2 separate regions of the Sus scrofa genome follow, and region 2 is linked to region 1. A link is a contact called in public HiChIP or PLAC-seq data. All regions are on one chromosome and are shown on one strand. Each heading gives the region's core, a stretch centred on a gene start, on an enhancer-like site or on the middle of the called end of the contact. The rest is flanking DNA. Distances are from core to core; before and after follow the strand shown.

Region 1 (7,221 bases), core at 4,185-6,684:
TTCAACGATCCCTCCCCCTGAACGAAGGGGGCGAGGAGAGAGGGAAAAAAAGGGAAGAAGAGAGATTTAACAGCACATAGATCCCCAGCTGTAGATCTAAAAATAAGCTTTGGGGTTGTTAGGGCCTTAAAAAGATGCCAGAGGTACTGACGACCCCGAATTTTATTTCCATACCAGGTACGAAAGGAGACTCCAATCATTTCATCCCCTTCTCACTCAGTCCTTTCAGAAGCAGAGAAGGGAGCAGGTAGGCAGAAACCCAGAGAGGGCCCGTCTCTGCCTTGGGTTTTCTCCGTGCTGGGAACTGCTGTGCTCAAACCCTGGGTCCCAGAGCCTGCGAGGGACGATACGCTGCCCGACAAGCATGTTCCTCTGGGGTTAACTCAGCCTTTGCAGCGACTCGGGACATTTACCGTGGGCTGGAGGCCTTCGTGTAAAGCACCTTGTCACTTTTATTGCTTCTCTTCGAAGAAATATTTGCACGATTTTGATTTTATTAATAGATATATGTTTCTCGTAGCAAGAAAGGATTCTTTGCAGACAGGAATATATTTGGGTTTTCTCACAACCTTTCAAAGTATCAGCCCCGGGTTTGGAATTCACTCTCCGTATCAGGAGATGGGGGTTGAAAGAATTTCTCAGACGTGACCCGTGAAGAGGAACAGGCCAGCTGAGGAGGCTGCTTTTAGCAGCACCCGTCGTGCAGACCTCCTGGTCCGGCCGGAGCAGAAAGGGCACATTCTCACCTTCTCCCTACTGTGCCCCCTTCCAAAGAAGCCCGCGGTGCCCACAGTCACTGAGAGTCAGGAAGAATCAGAAAAGACGGCAGCTGAGAAATCTCCTAAATTGATGAAAAAAGATAAGGCCAATCAAAAGGAATCAAAAAGCCGAGTCTATCACAGTTAAATTAGACTTTTAAATATGCTATTGAGATCAGAGGGGTTTGCGTGCAATTGTCTCCTTAACTTTGGCAGGGAAATCATTAATCATTTGATGTTAAATTTAGGCAGATTGTTGAATAAATGAGCACACTAGGCCCACATGGTGCTGAACCAAAAGGAAAAAGAGAGGGATGAGAGAAAGGAGAGGAAAGGAAAAAGGGGAGCTCTCCTCTCGGCAGGCCCCTGGGAAAAGCAGATCCAGTCTTGGTGGTCATCTCAAGCCTCAGTCTTTGGACGCCAGCCTTCTTAAATGGCAAATCTTTTTAAGAGCTTGAAAATCTTGCCAAGTCCGAAGATAGAACTCACTCTGATACCGAGCGGCTTTTAATAGAAGTGACCTCAGGGAGGGTATGAGCGGTGTGTCACTTCAGGGCTTACGGAGTCCATGTGGTGGTCATCTGATGAGCTTCCCGGTTTCCTGTCATCACTGGGCACCAGTGAGCGCAGACCAGGTGCAGGACAGCGCTGGGGAGACCTGATGCTTCTGATTTAATGAGGCTTCATGGGTGTGGCTCCCTCCTGCCTCCTAACACAGCCACGCCAACCCAGGTTTAAAGACCCGGACTTCTGGAGTTCAGGCAGAATGGGATCGGCGGTGTCTCTGGAGCGCTGGGATGCATGTTCGATCCCTGGCCCGGAACGGTGGGTTAAGGATCCTGAAGCTGTGGCGTAGGTCACAACTGTGGCTCGGATCTGATCCGGGGAAATCCCTCTGCCTCGGAGTGACACAAAGAAGGTAAGAAGGAAAAAAAAAAAAAAGGGACCCTGAGCCTCGAGTTCTGCTTTCTTTCTCTGTTCGCCTTACAGCAGAGTGAGACAAAGTCAGCAATTTGAGACATACAGACAGCAGATCAAGGAAGCCAGAGAAAGAGACGTCTCTTGGACTCCAGGAACAGGCTGCATGGGCCTATCTTCTGTTAACTGGCCATCCTCTACAGTTTAAATCGTCTGTTATGTAACCCTTCCAGAGTAAAACCCTGAACCAGCCAGCTGGGACCTGCTTGGCCATATGAGGACATTATTCAAATGGTCCCAGGTCACTCAATTATCCATCAGAGTCTGCATGGAGCATCTATGCATTCGGGTCACAAGATTGTATAAAATGCTGCAGGGAACACAGGAGTGGAGGCGATGTGGCCCTTGCCACCAAAGAGCCTGTTCCTTTCAGACTTACTGTTTATTTCCTAGCAGGCAATATCTAAATCATCCCACCCCGCCGCCTCCAGCCAAAGACCTGTATTATTTTCTCAGGCAGCTTGAGACGCTTATTAGACTCATCTCAGTCAGTGTGAATGTTAAGCCATCACCAAATGTCTTCATCTACCTCCCCCTCCGCCTGGTATGTTTCCCTTCCAGGTCCAGGCCCTGGTTTCCAGCCCACATGGCTTCCCTGGGGGTGACCTCCTCATGGCTCTTCCCTCCTCAGAATCTACCGATCATCCTGCACAGGTGAACAAATTCATTTTGCAAAAATTCCAGTTCCATCCTATCACCTTCTAGAAGAAGCCACTGATGGTCCCTGCCACCCACAAGCTCAAATTCAGAACCCAGAAATGGGCACCCAGAACAGGACCCCCTGCTGGCACTGATGTCAAGTTAAGAGATGTGGCATAAGTGACATCATCTGGCCAGTGGCGTTTCCAGCCAGGCCAGAATATGTTCAGCGAGAATCACATTTGAACTGGCCTCACCTACGGTATTTCAGGCTGCATTAATTTTTGTGAGTGGCACCCACCTTTGTGCATATAAATTGGGTAATTACACTAGGAAATTGGAATTTTTGCATTTCGAATCAGCACCTGTAAATAACAGAAGGCGATGGAAGGAAGGCCCAGTGAAACTCTGGCCCCTTAATATTTGAAAGCAGCACTTTGTAGACAGCTTGGAGACTAAAAGGTTTTGCAGCATCCTCACCGAAAAAGAGTGGGAATAAAAAGCAGAGGACCTCACCATTTGTCTGTACATTATTTTCTATTTAAAAATAATAAGATGCTGTAGAAAAGTTGAAACACGAAAATTACATCTTTGGTCATCTCAGCTCAACTTCCAGCAGAGTAACAATTGTCACAAAATTACCATACTGGGGTTGGACATAATTTGCTACAAGTTGACGGCCTGAAAGCTCACATCTATCCTGGTACTGTGAGTCCTGTGCTTTTGCCCTTCCAGAAAAAGCAGGGATGTTTAATGGACTTTGTTGAGGATTAACTTTGTCAATCAGCCATAACTGGTAAAGTTCTGTCAACTGATATATGGAAATATCTGTGTTGATCTGGAGTAAATCAAAGCCTCATTTCTGCCACGAGGAAACTGATGACGTGGTTGGTGAAGCTAACGTCCAAGGCATGTCTGCAGCGCACCCAGCCACTTACCTGGGTTATGCCGACTCATCTCAACAACCACTGTGAGTTAGAATTGGCTCTGCGTCAGAGATTTAGGAAACCAGGAGAGGTTAAAGAAAGTATTCAAACACCCTCAGGGGGCCAATGGCAGAACTAGGACTTAAGACCAGTCGGTCTAAGTGAGTGGTTCTTAATCAGAGATGGAGGAGCTGGCGGGAAGCCTCGGACCTGTGGTCCGAGGGGCAGGACAGCCCAGAACTGTGGCTCCTAGGGTGTCCTTCCTTGATGTTAATGAACAAAGTGAGATTGGAAGCTTTCAGGAGTTCCCACTGTGGCTCAGCAGTGGAAAAACCTGACTAGTATCCATGGGGATGTGGGTTCGGTCCCTGGCCTTGCTCAGTGGGCTAAAGATCAGGCCTTGCCACAAGCTGCAGCATGGGTCACAGATGTGGTTCAGATCTGGCGTCGCTGTGGCTGTGGCGTAGGCCTGCAGCTGCAGCTCCGATTCCACCCCTAGCCTGGGCATTTCCATACACTGCAGGTGTGGCCCTAAAAAGAAAAAAAGGGGGAGGGAACTGCCCCCCCAAAGGCAAAAACTAATAAAGAGTTTTAAGATGTATCTCTGTAAATTAAATTTAATGTATGCAAAATCTATGGTAAGTCCCGGCTGTTTTTATGATAATCAATAAGAGATCTTCTCCCCAGAGAGAAAACGGGTACTAGAAATACAAGCTGCACCAGAAGAGGAGTTCTTACTGAGGATCTACTTTCCTAGAAAAATGATCCTTTGTCACCTTAAAGAAGTGGTGTTGCCTCTGCACATCATGACAGGCTTTCTGAGCTGAGTCAAGCTGTGATCACTTTCTACCCCTCGTTCGCACAGAATCGTGGCTGGGGCAGGAGCTGGGACAGGTGAAAGGAAGCTGTTTGAAGAGAGAGGCCTCAACTCATTTAAAATAATAAAATGACTGCCTTCCTTCGGAATCGGGCAGGACTCTGGCCTAAAGAGGTTTGGGGATAATGATCTTGCCTGAATACGTGCAGAGTTGATGCTCCAAAATGGCCACGGCATCCAGTCCGTGTCACGGCTAAACTGCACCCAACCTTGACAACCCCCGTCACGGGCAGACGGGCCTTTCCATAAACCGTTAGCTCTGCCCCAGGCCCTGTGGCCTAAAAAGCATCGTTTGTTCTTTAAAGTACTGACACTCGGCCATCTTTTCTCTCTCCAATTCCACAGTCACAGGTCGGTCTGGGGACAGGCTGTCCATTGTTCTCTCCTTGTTTCACTGGTGGGCTCTATCCTATGGCAAGGTTTTTTTAATTGACTCTCAGATGATTGTAAGGGTAGCTCATGAATCAGAACCCGGGGCTCTCCATGTGACCGCCGGCTCTCACAGATCTGTATAAACTTCTAAATAGTTTTGGAGAAAGGCAAGCGCCTGTGTGTGTGTGTGTGTGTGTGTGTGTGTGTGTGTGTGTGTACTAATTCGAGCATCCCCCCAGAGACCTTGTCTTCCCCAGACCCGCAGCAGCCTCAGGCTGTGTTTCCCATTAAGGATTTATTTTCTTCTATGAAGGGATCTTTCTGCCCCCAAAGAGGCTCAGTTCCCACTTAGTGCCTGTTAGAAGGTCCCGGAGATTAGATTGAGCAGAGGGTCTCAGGATACAAGTTTCAATGCACATTATTCATAGAGAAAATAAGATCAGGGCTGAGAAAATCCAGTTTTGTGATGGGTGAGACAGGGGCCAGCTGTCATTCTTGCTGGATCCTGGGCGATTCATTAAACCTGTGTCTTCACCCCTCCCAAGGATAAAGGCACGTGTTCCTGCCCACTTCCGACCCGTTAGAGCCTTGCGTGGGCAATGAGATAATGCTTTGGGAGTTCGTCTGCATACCTGCCTTAAGGATGTGATAATTATTGGTGTTACCATGGTTCAGCACCTAGCAATGGCCCTCTGTGAGATGGGCATTCTCCCGGCTGACAGGTAAATAAGAACAGATCTGGCTTGTTCCAGACGCGCAGTCACAGCCTGTTGATAAATAGGGATCCAGAAGTCACATGCAGGCTGGCCTCAGGTAAACCGCGGCTCACACTCTATTTTTAGTTAATAGGGCTCTGCTGAAGTATGTCTCCAAGTCCCAGCCTTCTCACCCGTGGTTCATCGGGGTCACAGGCAATAGCTGTGCAGAATAAAGAGGCCGTCTGAGACCGTCTCAAGCATGAGAGCAAGAGCGAGCCCCATGTGGCAGGGCAGGGGGAGGTAGAGGGGCAATGGCCCTACCAATCCCAAAGTCACTGTCATCCAACGGTCCCCCCTCCTCTACCAGCCTTCTCACCAGGAGGCCTCACGGGCTGCTCAGAGCTCACCCCACTTTCCGATGAGCACCCTGCGCCTCCACCCCCGTGCACACTGGGTTCGAGACAGTTATGGCAACCTCACTTTCCACCGCCAAGTGTCTCCATTTGGTTGTTTCATCCTTCCTGCCAGAGCCCAGCCCCTGCCTGTTGACTCTGATACATCTTTCACAGAATCTCATTTTCATCCCTGTCACTGGAGTCCAAATGCCAACATACTGATTATTCTCGCTGTGACAAATACAGTCTCTCTTCAGCAGTCTCTTCAGATCTCGGTCTCCTGGGAAAACAGCTCCCTCCCCTCCGAGCCTTTTCCTAATATTGCCCACTCAGCTCAGCCCCAGCCCCTCTGAACCCTTTGCAAGTTCACCCCACCTACCCTTCCTATCTGTTCTGCGATGGCATCTTTTCCCAGCGTCTGCTTCACCTGTCTCCGCCTGTCTGTGTGACTCCAGGCTGCCCCTTGGTCAGCAGGACAGAGCCTTCTGCCTCCGTGGGCTGCTGCCAAGCTTAATTTTAGCACTCTGCAAATGACAGTAAGTCCTGCAAAGCAGATCAAAGCATTGGCCCCTGCATGCTGGCCAGCATGGCGAATGATTCTCTGGGACAGAGCAAACAACCTCGAAAATTTCTTATGAGTCAGCTGTGAGGCGCTCAGGCAAGCAAGATCACAGGACAAGTTCACACGTTCACATGGAATGACCAGGAGGCTCATTTGCCACAGAGGTCAAGCTCGTAGGCTGGCAGCCCCATCAGCCCGGCAGAAGGACAGGCTTCCGCAGAGATGTCTCTTCGGAGAATGTCACACTTAGGCCATCTCCAGACAGCCTCGCTTGGGCGAAGGTGGCCTTTGTCACGGGAATAAATCTGAGGTCCTTTTGATGAAGAAGCCCAGAATGCCATCTTCCACCACAGGAATGTCTTTCTCAAGCTTTTGGATAGAAAATAGTCAGCGGAAGGCTATCGGTTTTGGATGAATGATCCAAACTATCAATAAAAAATTATCAAATAGATGATCAGCCTTATACCTCTTTCTGTGTTATACAGGTCTGCTCAACTCTTCAGCAAGGACATGATTCCTGATCTATAGAATCTAGTTATTGGCCTATGTCTCTATTACAAAAGCGTTGAGAAGACCTCACCTCGCCTCTTCCCGAGAGTATTTGGGAGAGTAATGTGTGCATGCAGTTCCCTCTGAATATCTCTGGTATCCCAGGAATTTAAACGTTAGGGATGTTGACAGGGGCTGACATTTCCCATACGATGGTCTGGAAGGAGCTTGGTCCTGTGAAACAGACAGGCTGATCTTGAAATAAAGTTCACGGAGTCTGCTGAAGGGAAAAATCTCAGAAGCCAAGTATTATCAGGTCACGGGAATAACTGCAAGGCCCACCATGAGCAGTCAAAAAATCGGAGGGCTTGCTCTAAAGGTAAAACACATTTCCCTTCACAAAATGAGTAAAATTCACAGAATAAAATCAGAGAAGTCGGTTTTCTTTTCTTTCACATTCTCTCCCTTCATCGTGTAAAAATGTAGCTCTTCTCCCTCTCGTCCTTCCTGCTACGCATTTTATTAAT
Region 2 (7,105 bases), core at 4,348-6,847, 680 kb after region 1:
CAAGGAATTGCCATGCTTTCTCTTTTTTTTGCTACACATGAAAATCACATCAAAAATTAAACAAATGTGTCCACTAACGTCAGTAGGTAGTGAGATTTCCCTTATAAATTTCCTGGTGTGGGGGATGGGGCACTACTAAGTGGGGATTCAAGCCACGTTTAGTAACAGCCCCCATATTATGTCAAACATCACCTAGCAGCTAACTGAAAATGTTCAGTACATCCAGGTAGCAAGAAACAGTCATATCTTCTGAGATACCTTATACATGCTATTATGACACCTATAATAATTTTCATGACAACATTCTAAAATAAAATCTAACTATTTTCACATCAAGCTCAGACCCATTTCCCCTGCAAAGCACCGCAGGCACAGGCTCACGGAGTTACCAGCAGTAAAGCTCAATCACAAACTGGCAGCGACCTCTGCTGGATGGTCTGAGAATCACACCCTAAAAACGGATAATACTTTCATTTCTGGATACTTTAAAATAAAAATACCACAAAACAGCTCAACTATTTAGTTTTAGAATGGCCCCCTTCAACCTGGTGTCACAAAGCACTTGAAAATCTTATGCTTTTTCAGCGGGTTTGTTTTGATTTGAAAATCAGTAATGAATTGAGTTCAATCATCCACAAACATCTTTGTTAGTATTTAAATGATTTATAGTTCTCCCTCCAGGGAAAATAAAATTAAATTCCTTCCCAATTCTTAGAAGAGAAATATAAAATATGAAATATGGCTGTGAGAGGTTATTTCAAAGAATATTTCTTACGAGGCCTAAGGTCCTCAAGCCATTGACATTATATCTAAAATTTTTTTCTGACTTCAAATTCACTCTGATCTCTGAAACAAGGTCTGATGAGATATGAAGGCAGATCCATAAAGGTGATACAAAGCCTCTTCCTGAAAAAAAGAGTGCCTGGGAAAATAGAGTATGTGTTATGACCACCGATCTTTTTTAAATGCACAGGAAAGAAAATATGGGGGAAATATAACACATGCATTTAAATCAACCAATGCAGCCCCTGGGGCATTCTCCCCGTTGGTGCAGGGAAGGGCGCGGAGGGACAGCCAGATCTCTGCATTAGTGGCTTTAGGGCAGAGCCTCAGCTTCCTCAGCTGTGAAACAGGACCTAGCAGGGCTGTCATGAGAATCCACGTGGGCACATCTCCCACTCAACAAACACTAGACTTTATGTGAACCCACACGGCGGACAGGCCCTCTCTCTCCCCCCTACTAAGCCCTCCGAGGCTCCATAGCCAGGGCAGAGGTCCACCCAACCGTCTGGACCAGAGCGTCGCAGCGTCCCCTGGGTGGGTCAAAGGAGCAGGAGGGCATCTGCGGCCTGAGCCAGAGGTGACGGGTCGTCGGTTTCTTCCCCACGCTCCCCGGCGATGTATAACTTCTTATCATGAGCACACTGCATTTTATAATTACAACTCCCTTACTAAATCACGACTTGTGCTAAAACACATCTGAGGCCAACAAAGCAACCACAGAGGCCAAGGCTGCGGAGTGATGATGCGAGCTGGTTCCCGCAGCTCCAGCGCCGGCAGGAGGTCCGGGGGAGGGCGGTCCTGTCCCTGCTTTGCTCCCGGCTCACTCCTGAAAAGGTGGGATCTGGGCGTATCTGGGTTCTGCGATCTCTCACCAGACACTGGCCTTCCTGGCAGACTGAGTAATTCTATCTAACATGCACCGTCCGCCCGAGGGTCTCAGGGCCTTGGGGCGATGCTCAGAGCACACGTTCTAGAGACACGCGGCCCGCGGGAAACGGAGGCCGCTGCCAGCCGGGCCTCTGAGAGCACGCCCTTGCCCTCCCCACCCCCCACCCCAGGGCTCCAAGGGCAGTGCCCGGCATGCTCAGAAGCATTCCTTCCCGTGTTGGTCTGTAAAATGGGGCCATGACCCACTGGCTGGGAGGGAGGGGCCTCAGGGGACAGCTCTGCAGGTAACTGGCGCCGGAACCTTAACCCCGTCCCGTCCCGTGCCCCCGTCCCCGTCCCCGTCCCTGTCCCGTGTAAAGGAAGTGTACGGGTGCGGTGTGCTGAGAGCCAGGAGGAGGAAGAGACCCACATGGGACAGCTTCAAGGGACCAGAAGATGCGCTGAGGCCCCGCCTACCACGGAGGCCCTGCCTACCGGGGGCGCCTCCCCAAGCAAAGCACACCCTCCTGGGCTGCGAGGATTTGGTGGCAGGAAGGGCCTGAGGTCCCATGGAAATCCAAATGCAAGTGCAAATGCAAACCCGCATCTAAAGGGCAGCACCGCATCACCTGTGCCCTCCCTCTCCTCCCCGCCAAAGCCTTGCACTGTCTCCCGCCTCTCCACTTCTGCCTTCGCCTCTCCCCACAGCAGTCCCTCCAGCCACCCTGGGCACGGGCTGATGTCACCAACCTTCCTCAGAATGACCCTTCCCCCACTGCCTCCCTCACCCCCCACCCCTGCCCCACCGGTTCCCCCAGCCTGTGGACCCAGCCCCCAGGGCCCCTCATCACTCTCCAGCTACTCTCCTCAGTCCTCACTGCAGTGGGGCTCATCCAGGACCCCATACACTTCCCATGACCCGGGCTCTCCCTGGACCATCGCACCAGTCCCCAGTCACAGTCAAGTTCATACTCCAGACCCAAACCTGATGACCTGCTCACTGGGGCAACATAGAACTGCACAGCACACCCACACGCTGTGCCAGCACCTCCCTCGTGATCGCCCACCCCCAGCCTCAACCCTTCCCTGCTGTACCAGCCAGAAACCAGGCCTGTCACTCCACCCCCTCACCTGCCTCTCAGATGGGCCGGCTCTTCCCTCTTGCCAAGGCCAGAGCCACCCCCTCCTCTCTCAGATTCCGCAAGAGCCTCAGATCCGCAGAGGAGCCAGACCACCTTTAGAAAAATACATCTGGTACCCTCCCCCCCCAGCGAACCCCTTCCCTGCTTCCTGAGCTGTTCTTATAACCCATCTAGAAACCTCAGTCCGCCTCTGAGGGTGTCTGCTGACATGTGGCCCCATCAGAGAACACCGACTCGACCAGCCCATCAGCCCAGGACCCCACCTCTGGTCCCTCTGCCCTCGGGCTTCCACATGCTGTCAGCGCTCAGCCCTCCTGACGTGCTACGTGTCTGTTTCTGGAACTGTCCATGGCTGCCCCCAAAAATGAAGAGCACGAGCACAGAAACTTGGCTTTTTCACTGAACCTAGATGTCTGCTGAGCCCCTCTCCCGCCCCCGCCTCTGGGGGCCCTCCCACCTCGCAGGACACACCCCTCCTTCCCCTCCAGGCTTCCCTTCCAAGCCCTCAGGTAATAGGAGCCACCTCAGGGACTGCTCCCCTGATGAGCCCCAGGACGAGGTCAAGCGAGCGTGTGCCTGGTGTGTGACCTCGGCCGCTAAGTGGTGAGACTCTGCTGTGAGACCCAGGCGGGATCTACACGGCAGGCCTGCATCCTTTGCACTGGTGACGGCCTGATGTCCCCTGCAGCTCACATAACAGAAAGAGCCAAGGCAACTAGGCAAGAAAAAGAAATAAAGAGCATCCAAATTGAAAAGGGAGGAGGAAAACTGTCTCTGTGAGCAGATGATGTGATATCATACACAGAAAACCCGAAAGACTCCACCAAAAATACTATTAGGACCAAATAATTCAGTAAAAGTTGCGGGATACACACCAACATCAAAAAATCAGCTGTTTCTATACACTATTAACAAAGTATCTGAAATAGAAAAAAGATAATAATCCCATTTATAATAGCATCAAAAACAATAAAATACTTAGGAATAAATTGAACCAAGGAGGTGAAAGACACTGCTGGTTTCATCCCTGGAACCCTGGCCTAGGAACTTCCACATGTCTCAGGCGAGGCCAGAAAAAAAAAGACAAGAGAAAACAAGTGTCGGTGAGGATGCAGAGGATGCAGTGCAACACTTGTGCACTGTTGGTGGGAACACAATTTGGTGCAGCCACTATGGAAAACACCATGGAGTGTCCTCAAAGAATTAAAAATAGGAGTTCCCACTGTGGCTCAGCGAGTTAAGAATCTGACTAGTATCCATGAGGATGTGGGTTTAATCCCTGGCCTCATTCAGTGAGGTAAAGGATCTGGCACGGCCACTAGCTGTGGCTAGGCCACAGACATGGCTCAGATCTGGCATTGCTGTGGCAGCAGTACAGGCCGGCAGTTACAGTTCCGATTCAACCTCTAGCCTAGGAACTTCCCTGTAGCATGGGTGTGGCCCTTAAAAAAAAGACAAAATTAAAAATAGAACTACCATATGACCCAGCAGTTCCACTTCTGGGTATTTAGCCTGAAGAAATGAAATCAGGGTCTCAGAGCGATACCTGCTTCCCCATGTTCACGGCATCGTTGATCACAGGAGCTAAGCTATGGAACCAACCAAAGTGTCTTTCGATGATAAAGGGATAAAGAAACTATACGTGCAATGGAAAGGACGGACAGACGGAAGGGAAAAGAGAAAGAAAGAAAGAAAGAAAGAAAGAAAGAAAGAAAGAAAGAAAGAAAGAAAGAAAGAAAGAAAGAAAGAAAGAAAACGGAAGGAAGGAAGGAAGGAAATCCATGAGAAAGAAGAAAATTTTGCCACTTGTGACAGCATGGATAAATCTCCAGGGTTATGTGAAGTGAAATAAGTCAAATACTGTACAGTATCAACTCATGTGTAGAAACTAAAAATGCTGGACTCCTAGAAACGTGGAGTTGAGTGGTAGTTACCAGAGGCTGGAGGGTTGGGGGGAGCGGGGAGATGTTAGTCAAAAGGTAAAAACTTCCAGTTATATGACGAGTGAGTTCTCGGGATGGCGTGTGTAGCACGGTGATTAGAGCTCACGAAACTGTACAGTGCACTTGCAAGTGGCAAAGACGGTAGATCTTAAATGCTCGCTCTCTCTCTCACATTCACACACACACACACACACACACACACACACACACACACGGTTAACTGTGAGGTGGTGATGGTTTATTAACCAACTGGAGTGCGGTAAACACGGCACAACATGCGAGTACATTGTACGCCTTAAACTCGCTGCGTTAAATGTCAGTTGCAGGTCAGAAAAGGTGGAGGCGCAGCAAAGAGCCCACGGAGGACACCTGCCCGCCGAGTGAACAGGGGGCTCCACGCACATGCTGGTCCCACCGCGTGTAAACACACGAAGGTGTCCGTCCCCGACGGAAAGAGAAAATAAATGAGTGAAACGGGCACGGAAGCCTTTGCTAATCCTGTTACTTTGTGCTTTGACAACACAAACACAACACCAACGAATTTCCTTCTCCACATTTTAAAATAGTACCATTTCTCATGTCCATCTAAAGGAGAATTACAAAACGTATGAAAATAAAAGACTCTATGGTGGGGAGATACATTGTGTGTGTGTGTGTGCACGCATGCATGAGCACGCGTGCATGTCAGATTTTTATTCCGTTTACTGCCTGCACAGTGTTTTCAGGCTGCCAAGCCCTACAAAGCCGTCCACAGTGACTGGATGTTGAACTCAGAGACAAACACGCCAAATTCATAACCTTGTCTCAGTGCCTTCAGGGACGTCCAGAGTCAAACCTGCCAGCCACACATCCTAGCGCCTACGCTTCAGCCCGGGAGATGTCTGCCCTGCAGCCGGGAACTGATAAAACACAGGGGCCCAAAGGACACAGAGTCTTTAGGCGGCTCAGCAGGAGCTTTCCAAGCCTGATACATTAAAGCTGCTCCACACGAGTAGCAGCTGGGTCCCCAGGGCCCAGCTCTGCGCCCTGACAGCCGTCTGCCCACTGAGCCATGAGTGTGGCAGGTGGGGCTGGTGTGGCTGATGGATTGTGGGTGGCTGCAGAGAGGTGCCATCTCCCAGGTCCCAGGCTGGTGGCATTGTGCATGTGGGACCTGGGATGCCCCCTGCAGTTCAGCCAGGGGAATAAGGGTGGAGGGGCCACTTAGGGCGGCGCGACAGCGACACAGTCTTTGCATTAACACCCCCACCCCCAAACAGATAGGACTGGGCATCTATTTGGCCTGAGGGACTCTGCTGGTGTGACAGCATTCTCGGTGACACGGAAACTGGGATTCAGTGTCTGAAGCAGTTTATGAATGTTAAGAAATTTATTTGCTGAATATGTGAGGGTAAAAATACATATTTCAAACGAGTATAAGAAAGCCTGTGCATTACATGGCGCTTCCTAGGGGTGCAGGGATGCGCACTTAACTTTGCGGGGGGCGGGGGGGGAACACATCTGTCAAGTTCAGACCAGCAAACAGTACATACGGCTTAAAGAAAGTGACAATAAAAGAGGAACCAAGACAACGGGTTTCTAGACTCAATACTGCCTTCGAAAACAACCAAGAATTTTTTGCAAGCATGCGTTCTCAACTAGCACATTAAGAAATCAAGTTTTTATAAAACAGAAAGAGCAGGGAGTTCCCACTTTGCTCAGCAGGTTTAGAACCCAACTAGTATCCATGAGGATTTGGGTTTGATCCCTGGCCTTGCTCAGTGGGTTAAGGATCCGGTGTGGCCATGAACTGTGGTGTAGGTTGCAGACGCAGCTCGGATCCCGCATTGCTGTGGCTGTGGTGAAGGCCGGCAGCTGTAGCTCCGATGCAATCCCTAGCTTGGGAACCTCCACGTGCCAAAAAACAGAAAGCTCAGCCTGACAATGGGCCTACCTACCCTGGGCCTGTCCTGGTCCTTGCAGCCTGGGGCTCAAAGGATCCTCTGCCTGGTCCCCTCGATGTCACCATCTCCTCTCAGGGAGGGCAGAGGCAGGACTGGCCACCCGGCTTCCTCAGCCTCTGCAAGGCACACAGGGTGGCAGAGGGCAGGACCCCTTCCCCAGCATCCCAGACGGCCTGAGGCAAGGCGGGCCCACCACTGCCGCTGGAGCTCAGGCTCCAAACACAGCCCTGCGGCCCCTGCCACAGGGCCTGGAAGGTGACCCCAATAGGGCTGGGTCGGGGGGAAGGCTGGCCGGCTGGACAGCTATGCTGAGCACAGCCTGATCCTCTCTGGCTCCTATAAACACTGCATCAATGAAGGAATAAAACCTCTCCTTAGAAATAAAAAAGAAATACAGGTAAGCAGAGATTACCAACTGATTAACAGA

The links. HiChIP or PLAC-seq counts read pairs in DNA pulled down with a chosen protein or histone mark.
Region 2: a contact with region 1 is called in an H3K27ac HiChIP or PLAC-seq map of skeletal muscle, with 5 times the contacts expected there. The contact joins two enhancer-like sites. A contact is called at or near these places in 3 of 47 Hi-C or Micro-C datasets (fetal heart ventricle, heart right ventricle and retroperitoneal adipose tissue) and 1 of 2 datasets of contacts at active chromatin or transcription factors (skeletal muscle).

Annotation. Positions count from the first base shown.
Region 1 is chr10:56,764,762-56,771,982 of Sscrofa11.1, forward strand. It overlaps LOC110255705 (a long non-coding RNA gene), which reads left to right and starts at 848. Exons shown (of 2, transcript XR_002336405.1): 1 at 848-2,390; 2 at 3,989-6,656. Within about 2 kb of position 5,435, at least 8 of the 83 cell types and tissues checked have an H3K27ac peak or open chromatin away from gene starts, as enhancers often do.
Region 2 is chr10:57,441,129-57,448,233 of Sscrofa11.1, forward strand. The region is part of intron 2 of PARD3 (partitioning defective 3 homolog); the gene reads right to left. Among named protein-coding and RNA genes, the nearest start is that of PARD3, 160 kb to the right of the region's middle. Within about 2 kb of position 5,598, at least 2 of the 83 cell types and tissues checked have an H3K27ac peak or open chromatin away from gene starts, as enhancers often do.